Regions from separate parts of the Gasterosteus aculeatus genome. Here region 2 is linked to region 1. Evidence: chromatin contacts called from public Hi-C data. All regions are on one chromosome and are shown on one strand. The core of a region is the stretch at or near the end of the contact, and the rest is flanking DNA. Distances in the headings are between cores, read along the strand shown. Region 1 holds the start of cdin1 (CDAN1 interacting nuclease 1). Region 2 overlaps meis2a (Meis homeobox 2a).

Evidence for each region. A called contact is a pair of places that touch in the nucleus more often than the background predicts.
Region 2: a Hi-C map of tail fin shows a contact between it and region 1, with 2.4 times the contacts expected there. The contact joins the enhancer-like site here to the promoter of cdin1 in region 1. A contact is called at or near these places in 4 of 6 Hi-C or Micro-C datasets (liver, skeletal muscle, tail fin and 1 more).

Annotation. Positions count from the first base shown.
Region 1 is chr15:10,494,351-10,500,848 of fGasAcu3.hap1.1, forward strand. It overlaps cdin1 (CDAN1 interacting nuclease 1), which reads left to right and starts at 3,743. Exons shown (of 12, transcript XM_040199813.2): 1 at 3,743-3,871; 2 at 4,157-4,297. The coding sequence starts at 4,161.
Region 2 is chr15:10,554,349-10,560,846 of fGasAcu3.hap1.1, forward strand. It overlaps meis2a (Meis homeobox 2a), which reads right to left. Exons shown (of 13, transcript XM_078089605.1): 13 at 6,251-6,498. Among protein-coding and RNA genes, the nearest start is that of cdin1, 60 kb to the left of the region's middle. Within about 2 kb of position 4,088, at least 2 of the 9 cell types and tissues checked have open chromatin away from gene starts, as enhancers often do.

The DNA.
Region 1 (6,498 bases), core at 2,493-4,992:
GCCATTAAAATGTTGCCTTTTTTTAAGTTCATGACGAGATAATTAGAATTCAGTATATGGAGCCACTGGTGGGATTACAGCTTTGTGAAACTGCGCTTCATTTTGAACTTGCATCGAGTCTCAACCCAATTATCTGCAGTTAAAATGGCTTAGTGAGGCTCCAAACTGTGACTGACAAAAAAAAAAATACAGACAAGCCCAAAAAAAGTTTTCTTTATAGATAAAAGTGATTATATCGCCCAGAATTTACGAAAAGGCAAGACTTCTATTCCATCTATCATTCAAACCGAATATAATTGCATTTGGATGATATTAATGTATTAAAAGTATTTGTATATTTTAAAATATATCCAACTCATTCTTTAAAAAAGATACCGTACTTTCATAAAAAAACAAACACAATGGTTTAATTTTCCATCAGGGCAGCGTAATCAGTGCTAAATAAAATAAGAGGTTGGGTTGACAGGGGAGATGGGCGAGTGGGGGTGGGAGGGGGGTAATGAGGAGAACGTGTTTGTTCTTTCCTCTTCCTCTGTCATGCTGTTGGGTTATCCTTGATTGACGCAGCGTTAACGGTCTGGCCAAACCGAGGCAGATCCAGCGACACAGGCTGAACGGCAGCATGTGCAACCACCTCGGACATGCAAATTGCACCCGGGCAACCCGTTGACTATGATTAATGAGGCTGGGCTGCAGCCTTTGTTTCCCCGTGCAGCCGTTTAGAGTGAAATACAATCTCAAAATATTATCAATCCCCTGTTAATCCTGTAAACACGTTCACATTGCAAATGTGTGCATGTGTGTCTGATTGCCCATATGAGTGTGTGTGTGTGTGTGTTTGTGTTTTATTGGGGTGAGCACGATTGCTTTTAATTACATGTCCGGTAATTAAATTCATTAAAGGATAATAAAATAAATGGAAGAAAAACAGCTTTGAAAGCTGGGCTGAAACACATGTGTCTTGTCTCCTGTGATGTAAAATATGGATGTTGGATTTTCAGGGGCAGTCATGCTGTTCAGGGGGGGAAAGCATGAATCTGATACCTTGCTAATACTACAGGCATTTCCTGGTTATGGCTTGCCTCATGCTTAAACTGTGATTTTTAGAGTTCAGATCCCAGACTCCCCGAAGATTGGAGAGCAATTCTGTGGTGCAGAAGAGTGAAGTCACTGACTTCACAAGTGAAAAAAAAAAAAAGAAGAAACATTATGACAGTAATGCTGACGATCTTGTGTAACACAATGCTCTCTATGTATGGTGAGCAATATCCCTGGATAAGTTAAAGAGGGACTAATGTGCCAGACATTGGATGGCTGGCAATTTCCTTAAACTGTGTGATGAGAAAAGGAAATTACACAACCTAAAATATCTTACATTCATCGACGGGAGAGGCTGTTGATGAAAAGCTATTTCTCACGCACACGCGGGTTTTCCCTCTGCTGCAAGCGAAATGTAAATGCTTCCCAAGTATTAAGGTATATACGTGTCATTAGCGGCACAGTGCTTGGCTCTACAATGGTGTGCCGAGAGCAGTGGAGCAGAGATCAGTGCGGCGTCTCTTGGATATCAGAGGGAGACATCCTTTGTAAATTCATCTCCCACTGTGAGCACGCTCCACAGCTGCTTAACGGCACTGTGTGTACAACTGCCCTGTTTACACTCAGCCTCAAAAAAAGCTCTCGTCTTTTAACGTGCATCCTTCCCCGGTATCCTCTCCATCGCCCTGCCATCTCCTTCAGCCCTCATCCCAGCCCACTGCGGCTCTCATGGCCATCAAAGATGCATAAAAATGGATTTGATGCAAGGGCGTGTGTGTGTGTGCTCGCTTGCACACACGCACACACACACAAGTAGACGCATACACACAACAAAGCCTCTGATCCCCTCGCTTTTGGGGCCATTACAGTACACTGCCTTCCAACCCCTTCTCTGATTTTTATCTTTTTATACCATCACATTACACTGATCCTTTTATACCTATTACACACGCGGCTCCCCACCAAACCCCCTGATCCTCTGATACCTAGATGAGTAAACTGCTCCTCCTGCCCCTGACCTCAGCCCTTTGTAGCAATCAAACCAGACTTCCTCAGAGGCCCCGATCTTATCTGGCCATACCAATCCCACTACACAGCTCCCTTTTGTAGGCAGCACAGAGCGCTGAGCCCTTTCAGACCCGGGGACAGTGCTGGTGCACGCACAGCCCGAGACCTCAGCCCATCTCAGGCATCATACTACACTGCCCGACAACAATGAGCTCTATTTTCTGACGCATCACAGGTCAGATAGAGCCTTTCTGCTCACCGATGCATTGTTCGCCCACAATGGAGGAAATCAGCGATGTTGTTGTGAAAAGAATGTCTGACTTTAGCAAAGAATGGTTTGATGTAGTCACGGGCTCACAGAGGAGTGAAGCCAGATTTGTTTGAGATCGTTTCAAGAGGAGTTATTCAACAATCAGCTTGTTTCATTTTTGAAAAACAAACAGCAGAAATATCTGAAATCCAACATAACATGATTATAACATATTATGATTCTATCTGAAAGTAGAAAGTAAAAGACGGGTAGACTGTTTACAGCAGAGACTAATTACACAACAATACCATTCTAAAATGATATTGATCTCAAGGGCGTGTATTTGACAAATTAAGTCTGAAAGTTTTTATTCCTATCTAAGTCGACTAAAATCAACACTCCAGTGCGAGGCATCCATAAGGTTCGGAGGGAAATGAATAATCACACCAAATCGTTAATTGACAATTTAGTAGTTTCCCTCAAAAATCAGTTTGCATTTGTTACTATTAGATAGCTATTTTCATTGTAATATAAGTCGTTTGGAGAGCATATGTATCCTTAATAAATTGAGCATTATTCCTGTATGTTCCAAACTTAGTATGTCATTATCTTTGGCCAAATTTACATATATTTCCATATTTCTGCAAAAGGCATTTAAAGCACTACCATCTAGTACTACTATCACTGGTTAGGTGACAGGTATTGATGATTCGGGAGACCTGCAGCTGGCGATGGACCACAAAAAATATTGCTGTACCTTGGAAATAATTAAGGAAAACCCCAACCAATATTTTTTCAACAAAGTAATATTTCTACCTGCAGGGGTAAAAGAATAAACTATATAAATATTAATGATGATCTGAGCAGTGGAATTTGGTATACTTTGTTTCCTTTAAAGAAAAGTAAAGCAAGTATGGCCTCTCTGTTAAGACTTGCAGTTGAAATAGAAATAACCAGAGCCCAAACTGAAGTTCAATTAGGCTTCATGAAAAACAGGTTAATTACTTGATCATTGAATTTAGTTTATTCCAGATGCATATCAAATCCCCATGTTTTAAGTTGCTATGGACTGTATGCTGAAGTAGCATGATCCAGGATAAAATACCATGTTTTAATTGAGAGGTAGTATCTCTGAGTAGGCTGTAAAGAGGCTCATTTGATGTAAAAAAAAAAACAGTACATTTGTGTTTAATCAACGACTATTGACAGAATTTTTCTAGAGAGAGATAACAGAGAGACACTCCCTCCTTCTCTGTCTCCTTGCACAGTTCCTCACCCACCTTCTTTAAAATTATTTTTGGGCCTGTAGAGTTTTTTATTATTTATATTCTGTCGGACTGTAGGCTGGTTAAGTTTTCCTTTTGCATATAACAGGAATCCAGTGACGCGTCGGAGCTAATAAGCAGCGAGCCTCCGCTGGCGCTCCGCCTTCGCATTGCCGAGTAACCAATCACCTGCTGTTATACTCAGCTTCCCGAATGAATCCACCAATCAAACCACTCCTCACACAAGAGTCCTTCCTTCAAGCTCGCTAGCGGGAAGCTGCAATCGAGAAGTGTACAGCAGGAATGAATGGTAAACAACCCGTTTAGGTGTTATTTATCGCTCTACAAAACTATTTTGAAAGCCAATGCGTACAGTAGTCGTTCAGTACACTTTCGAAAGGGAGACGAAAGCTTTTATTTTCCGCGCGTTTGTTGTGTCGTGTTAGCAATCCACGTAAAGCTAATATTGCTTAGCAAGGCGGGCGACGCTACAGCTGTTTCTGGCTGTCAGTCTCCCCCGCGTTGTTTACATCTGGAAACTCAAGACTGCCACGGACGCGTCCCTTAATCAAACTCCCACCTCGTGTTTGCACAGATAGATGCAGTCACACGCCTACCATTACAATCAAATGAAAATGACGCTGTCCCGAGCTGAATATAAAGAGATCGTGCGATGGACCGATCAACTGAGACCCACGCGCCAATGTATGAAGACGCTGAAAGAAAGATTCCCAAAGTGAGTAGTTACACACTATACACTTCCTTTACACTCTCGGTGTGTGTTTATGTGTGGCTACAGGGTAAAAACACCAAGTATCTATGAACAAATACAAGCACAAAATGCGATCACATTATAATTTACCAATCACTCACATAAATAGTAACTTTTTCAACTCCCAGTAGCATCACCATTTATTCCTCAGTCTCTTTTTCTTTTCTACCTGCTTCTGGGTATTTATAATCCCACTTTTGATCTCCAATTAATTCCACGCAGGTTTCTGTATCGGCCTCCGTTAGCCAATGCTTCGCCATGCAGCGCCTGCTCATCCAGGAATCGAACAGCGAGGTTAATGGTTGTGTTTGCCTTTCTCCTTGACACTGAGGGCCCTCACTTTATTGAACGTAACACGTGTAATCCCCCGAGGCCAACAGGACACCACGGCTGATCCCGCCGAGGTCACTTACAAAGTCGTACGTATTTGGAGCTTCCTACTTCCATTGTGCCCTAATCACCAATCTACAAGAAGGTATTCGGTCCCCGAAGGGGACACGGCGAAGCTCGAGCTCGGCTTTGTTCTCACTGTCTGCGTTTTACAGAATATGTCATGCGCATAGCGTTTGTCCAATATCCTGAATGCATGGGCCCAACACTAGGGGGTCTTTCTCATGTTTATTTTAAGTTTCCGTTCTCCTTTTGGGTTTCCTAATCCAAACTTTCTTTAACCAAAAAGTCTGCATGCCAGTTGTTCAAAAGGTATCACTGGTGGGTGTGTAATTAAAGGAAAACACGGCGCTGTTTTTATTCCAATAATTCTGTAAGATCTCTTTCTCTGTCCCGGAGGTGCTGGCTCTTTTGTTTAGTCTCGCTGGTTATTGTTATCATTTTGTTCACCCTAACCAGTCTCGGGGAGGCCCTTGCTCTTTTAAAAATCCCAGAGTCTCGTCACTGGACCCGACAGACAGGCACGGCAGCAGTGTTTTCACAGCCTGCGAAATTATTCTGGTTGTCCAATCAGCTGAGCCGGGCTCTGGAGGGTTAGTGATTGGACTGGCAGGAAATCAGGCTCTTAAGACATAACATATCGACTAGGCCATCCATCATCTCTTAGCATGCGCTCCGGCACGGCAGTCAGCCCCCCCCCCGATCGCCCCTCCTGTCCCCTTGGACTGTGTGGGAGCCCTGCCACTGCGTAAATATTGGCCAGGCGGAGGTTGGCAGGGTGGTGGGGGTTAGATGTGGACGAGGCGGCTCTCTCTCTCCGACTATAATGCTCACAGAGAAAGAAAAGACAGGTATCTATTATATTTCACCTAATTTCACATGGCGTGGGTGTGTTTCCAAAGGATGCGACCAACGTTGAGTGTAGACTGTGGATATCCGGCCGTCCACCAGTTTCATGAGCTGCTGTAGTCCTTTCACTTGAATGTGCCCCATTTTTGTTGCTGTGGAAGCACCTTTTATTTTGTTAAATGTTCATTTGAGCCTAAGATGATTTATTATATTTGTATGTATTTGTACATATATCCAATCTATCCATCTATCCAATCAGGCTAATGGAATTGTGAGCTAGGAAATTTACGATGATAGAATTTATCCTTAATTGCAAGGGGGAATATAATTTGGTATTATGTTATTGACTTTAAATGAAATCATATTGTGATGATATGGTTCCGGTGTTAACATTTTCATTTAAATTTTCTTACTAAATTAATGTTAGCACTTTGTAATTAAAACGTAATATTGCAAGCAGTTATTGGAGATTTGTCTGAACGTATTTCTGCATTATATCATTGTATTAAACATTTTTTACAAATCAGCTCCATGTCCTGACTTATACCCATACGTTATTGGTATCACAACCTCTTTTCTAACTATTTTAGTTAATTATTGGCCATTCTTTTAATCAAACATTTCCAATTTGCATTACAATTCTTTCTATCAATATGAATAAGCATTGTCCTCAAATCTCTGAATGCTGTATTGTGCTGAAACCCATTTTGTAATCATTGCTGTTGAATGACGACCTAAAGGGAGGAAAATTTAAACTTTGAATAAAATGACTGTTAAAGGCCATTTCAAGGTAATTTCCACGGAAAGTCTGCCCGTCTCTCTGTTGTACTGTGAGTGTGGGTGGTGGGAGGAGAGAGGGAGTGTCCCACAGAAAGAGAGAGAGAGAGAGAGAGATGTGATGTGGAGCCCCTCATCTGTAACGGCCG
Region 2 (6,498 bases), core at 2,838-5,337, 60 kb after region 1:
ACTTTTGGATAAACATATAAATAAATGCCAGAATGTTGCGATGTTGCGGTCTCAAGAGGGTGTCGGTCTTTTACTTGAATAACAAATTAGAATTTTTTCCCAAATCATTTAAATTATTTTGAATTTTATTTCGTATACATTTTTGTCTCGGAAATGACACATTCTTGGTAATAATACATACTACTAGCCCACACATTATTATTATGATTATATCATACTTAATTTTTGAGATCCTTATTTAGAGCAATGATTCGATTATTGTTGTTCGTTTTATGGAACGATGAGTCCGTCGTTGCTTTCTAATCATTATTAGAGCCGCTACGTGATGAAGCGGACCACCCCGGTGTCTCCTTGATAACTCCTCTTGAGGAAACACCACACTCTGCAACATCCTACAGTGACACCAGTCGCCCTCTCCTCGTCGTTTTTTTCTCCGTGCTGACTTCTGTGCCCTCTTCATTGTTTTGAAAAAATAAGAAGGTTTTAACTGCCATTCGAGACGATAATGGTTACCGATTTTATACTCGCAGTCATAATCTTCAAGTGGGCCGTGATTAATGATGCCAATGGTAGCCAGGTCCTCAGGCCCCTGACTGGATGACTTCAGCCTGGCTGGCCTGCTCCGTGGTCTCTCTCTCTCTCTCTCTCTCTCTCTCTCTCTCTCTCTCTCTCTCTCTCTCTCTCTCTCTCTCGTTTAAACACACAGATGGGTTTCGCTGTGCACGTGCACGAGTCGTTGCCGTCGCATGCTCTCCTCACAAATCGCATATTTCTCTTTATCTTTTTATCTTGCATACTTCTTCTCGTGAAGGCGGAGACCGGGCCACGAGTCCCAAAGCATTACATCCACCCTCCAATCCATCTCTATTGATTTCACCATCAACTCGACCGCGTAACGCGCGCGCGTAAGGAGGCTCGTACCTGCGAGTAGATACGAGACGAGTCTTCGGAGGTCACGTGCACTGCAGCGGGTTTCGGGCTCTGGGGATCAAATGGGCGGGAAGCCTTTCTGAATGTGTGTGTTTTTTGGGGGGGGTAGAGAGGATCAATCTTTCTCGACGTTTAAACGAGGAGCTGGTGTCACAACAGGCGGACTCTTCTTCTTCTTCCATTTCTGTAAACACATTTACTTTGGCCTCCAGAAGGGGTCGCCATCTTGTAATAGCAGTGCGCCCCAGGGTGTGTTGGTGGTTGTGGTGTGGGGGGGGGGGGGGTCTCCAGGTCCGTGTCCTCAAAAAATCAACGACCACTTTTAATATCGGAGTTATTTGGTTTCAAACCGCGCCCGTAGATGTGTGCGTGTTGGTAAATAGGCAGGAAGGATTTCATATTTTAGGAGAAGCTCTTCATTCTCCCGCCGTGTCTTTTTGTCTCACTCTCTGTTTCTCCCAGCTCTCCTCTGTTATGTTCAGTTCTTGTGAAATGTCTCACTTTGCTGCCCGCGGCTTCCCGCAGGATACTCGAACTCTAACTTTTTCTTTTTTTTTTAAAGCTCCCCAAACAACCGATGAAATTAGGAATAAAATATTAATTTAGGGAAACAACCCATAAATTAAAGAAACGTATCTTTTTTTCCTCCCGCCGATCACTGTTCGGGATTCCCGCCTCCTAATGGAACAATGCCAGATTTATTTGCGGATCCTATGGCCATAAAGCGTGATTATTTCACTGGAAAAACCAGTGAAATGTTGACAACCTTTGGGGCATTGTAACACAACGCTGGAGAAGGCAACATAATGGGGGGGGGGGGGGGGGGAGACGGCCGGGCCCGAGGCTCGTCTAATTAAATCTTAACTGATTGAAATAAAGGTTTGAGTACCTCAAGGCTTGACTAAACTCTGGCTATTTCCCTTTTTATTGCGCTTTATTTATTCTGCACTCACATGCCCTCTTTTACGCTTCTCCGCAACAGGCCAAGTGCAATTTTAAATCCCTGCTCCTTACAAACCCCTATAGCAACATTGTTTGACTAATTATAATTTTTATGTCATTAAGATTTATTTTTTCGTGGGCGAATGTGTTGGGGAGAGGAGGGGAGGGGGGGGGGGGGGGGGGCTGAAGGGATGATTGCCACTCATTTTTAAGAAGACAAGCCGCTGAAGTGTGAAGTAAATTGCCTCTAATTCAAGTAGTCGCGGCCATGCGCAAAAAAAGTCCTGATATCATCCATCCAAGAGATTTATCCTCAATATTTCCGCTAAAACCACACTTTAATTTGATCAATTCGGTGTGACATAGAGATTAATCATGGGCGTTTACACTATTTCATCATTTGTATTCTTCAAGAGCTCTATATATAACTTTTTTTTATTATTATTATTATTTTTTTTAATACAACAATTGAAATAGTTTCAATCCGATTGCTTATCCTGTGTAATTATATACTGTTCTGATATGTCAAGGCTTCAGTTTTTAAGATACAATCCTAATTCTGTATTTATGAAAAGGCCATTGAATAAATAAGGAAGTGCGCGTTTGTGAAAGGGCAATGGAGAGCCAGCAGTGGGACTATCTGCAGGTCGTTTCTTCCTCCAATGTCTGAGAAAATACCTTCATAAATGATAAATATAGTGGAGCTGTCTCCCGCAGACACGGTCAGCAGCGGCAAATGGGAGTTAAGGCAAAAGAGTTTGCCACATTGATGCAGTTGTTGACAATTAAGGAACACAAACACACGCGGATAGAGGGGGGGAGTTATATAGATAGAGGGTGAGAGAGAGAGAGAGAGAGAGAGGGGTCAAACATGCATTTACTGTCTGCTTTTGGGACCATTTGGTTTATTCCAGTGGAGTATCCTATTTGTGTTACTTGACCAGCAAATAAAGACTTTTTATTTATTCTAAATGTTACGCTGTTTGTTGAAGGCCAGCAGTCTGGTGTTGCAGCCATTTGAACTCCTTTTTTTGCCTTTCACAAATAATAAATGTTTGTGAAATCACACCTCAGCGGACAAAAAGGTGGTTGGCCTTTCGGTCCTGTGTGACTTCCTGTTTGACTCAATCATAAAAATCCCTCACAGCGTGAATGTACATGTCCGTTTGACTTCACCAGCGGGATGCAAAGCTGCACTATATCTCTTTGATAAAGACGGATGTTAATAACATTTCTGTGTGTCATCCCAAGAAAAGAAAAAAATGACACAAGTCCAGAGATGAAAAATAAAGGAAACGTAACACAATCCTGAAAAAGGAAAAAAATGCAGTCATAAAACCTGCGTGAAGACGGAGTTTTGCATTTCACTCGATTATCATTCCAGAGTTTGGAGTGCGCAGATGAACTCTGCCTTTTATTTTCTAAAGAAGAAAAAAAGAGAAAAGAAGGGGAAAAAAGAGAAAAAAAATGCAGCCAGTCCCCTTTTAAAGAAAGCCCTTTCGGTGGTGCTATAATAAACCATTTTCCCCGGGCTTTATTGATCAGTCACTCTGAGCTAATGTAATTATCCTCATCAATAGGGGGACTGCAGGGAGAATCATTATGCGGTTGACATTGATAAATGATCACCCAAATGCGGCCCTTTTCTCCCAGGGACCTCCGCCTCTGACCCGCTCTCACAGGCCTACATAACGTAGCCATAGAAACACCTTATGGCAGGAGGAGAAAAAACTGCTGAAATGTTTTTTTTTAAAGGAGGGCAGCGCGCGCACACGCACACAACGATTGTGCGTCTATATACACAAAACCTAAAAACTGTCCCCCTGAGCAAGTCATTTCGGGAAGAGCCAGCTGCAAAGCGAAGGACACTCAGCCCCTCGTGCACGTCCTTTTTTTTATGACCACCATCCAATTCAGCAGTTTGAAAGAAAAGCAAAGCAGACACAAAACTTCTTTTTTTTCCTCCAAAATCTGCAGCTAATGCATTTGTGTATCTAAAAAAAATACCCGATTTGTGTTGTGTCTTACCATATAACAGAAGGAGTATTAACATTAACACGCGCGCAAAGTGTTTCTCGCGAGCAAACTGTGTGTGGACTTTTAATATTGTTGCACGGGCGTCTTCCCGAGGACCAGGCTGCATTGTGCAGCAGTGCAGAGGGAATATATTCCTTATTTGATTCGTGCAGCAGCAGCAGCAGCAGCAGCAGCCCGGACTGGCTTTGACAGGGAGGAGATGAAGGGGAGGAGTTGTTTAGCTCGGCTGGATCATCCATCATCCCTGTCACACCGAATCGGCAAAAGGAAAGCAGCAGAGGCAATCTACCTTCTGTCTCATCGGGGGAGAGGGGGGGGGGGACTGGAGGAGGAGATGGGGGTGGGGGGAGAAAAGAAAGAAGAAAAAAAAAACTATTAATATTAAAATCCTCTCCATCCACAGTAATCCTCACGTTTTCTCTCTTTTTCATCCGATAATCTCCGCACAAAACGGAGGGCTTCTTCCTTCCGTTTTATCCAAAGAATAATAGAGCGCCAGAAAAACAAAAAAAAGGACGTTTAAGGTTTGAATGGTTGAGAGAAGAAGATGCGTCGTTAACTAGACTGGTGTGAAACCAATAAATACACTTTTTTTTTACCCCAATCTGATTAAGGCCTGAACATCTCGCCGTGTGTGCGCATCCACGTGTGCAGAGAAATTGTTTAACTAACATTAAATATGCAAGTATTATAAACTGGAATTTTAAGAAAACGACTCGCGGGTAACATTCAAACCAGATGCTAAATATAACGTAAAGGAACTGTGTAAGCTGACTGTGACTTGACTAAACAGATATTTCTAAATAAACATAAAATACACTGATTTTACTTTAACGGTTTTAATGGCTTTCTATGGTACTGTAACTATTTAGATCACAAAGTTATTGTGCTTTTCATCAATTGTTTTTAGACAGGAACAATGATATAATTACTCAAACAGGCCTTTATGTTCTGGTTAAACATATATTTATCGTTTTTTAGGATGGGTTGGATTAATTCCACATTTATTTAAAAAAGCTAAATAAACGATCAGATTTTATAACAAATTGTACGAGGAGAAAAAAATCTACTTTCAGAAGGCCACATGAAAATCAGTATATAAGTATAAACGCAATTCAGACGTGTAAGTACACTTAATAGCTCATTTTAAAAATGCATTCTTTATATTAATTATATTATTATTAGTATAATTATTATAGGTTGTGCCATCTGTTTGTACACACACAAGACATGAGATAAGCATTATGGCAGGCCTAAAAAAAAAAAGAAATGAAAAAAAGAAATTTGAGTCCTTGATTCCGAGAGATGAGGTTTAAAGTTCTGTGTGAAGGACAGAACACGTTTGAGCCCAAGTGATGATGTCATTTTTAGGTTTTAGGCTATGACTTGGATGGCCGCGGGCAAACAGGCAAAGAGATGGAGAAGAGAGAAGAGATAGCCCATCAAAGCCCATCTGTGCACCCCGTGACGGCGCTGCCACATTAGGCCGACAGGAGGCGCTGCAAAACGGCAGAAAGGAGCAGAGCACACTGCGAGAGGGTCAAACATTATTCTCACTCACAGAATAATTGCACCAGGGACAAATCGACGCTCTATTGTTTGGACACCAGGGAGAGTGTTAACAGTGAAAACACCTAAACCAAATTCCCTTGTTTTTTAAGTTCAAAATGAAGATCAACCCTATCTTTTTACACGATCAATAATACTATGTTAATAAATATTGTATTGCATGCGTTTTATTAATTTGAATTTCTTAGCATATACCGATTTTTCTTCAAGAAAATTAAGTATTAAATAATGCTCTTTGGGAAAAGTCATTTATTTTAGTTTATCATGCCAGTTTTATCCCCATACACGATGGGGACGGAGGCTCAACTGTTGTTGAGCTTTTTATTTAATTTACCACCCCATCAATGACAGTGTATCCTTTAGTCTAAAACCTTTTGCTTTAATTCAAGTAATAATTCATTTGCAGTTGATTATCATTTGGAGGACATATTTTAGTGCCTAAATAGCCCTGTAAGATATATTTAAACAATAATGTGTTATTCATATTACCAGAGGGAATTTATTAACTAAATATGCAGTCTGGTTAAAACAAGCTACTGCAAATAGATTTCTGAAAAAAAGCTCAACTGTTTTTCTGACTATTTACAAAACTAAAGCTTGAGGCCTTGTTGACAAACAACAACGCATCCAGAACACGTTCTGTGAACAATAACAATAATAATACAATTACTTATATTAGTAATAATAATGGTTAACCAATTAGTATGATCACTATTATGTGAATAAAAACCCTGTTTATAACACAGTTAGTCACAAAGAAATCTAACAAAAATCAAAAATGAAATATTTATTACAGCATTTGTGACTGAACACCTTTTAAACATTACGTCACAGTCCTCATACAAGTATTTAATGTATTTTTGACAAAGCTTAAGGGAGACGGCATCTTATCATCTAGTGAGGAACACGTGCTGAAAAAGGAAGGAATTCATGGACATACAATATCAATGCCACAGCAGATCTGAAACTAGCAAAAACATTCTTTTTCAATTGAGGTAAACACATAGAATATCTAACATG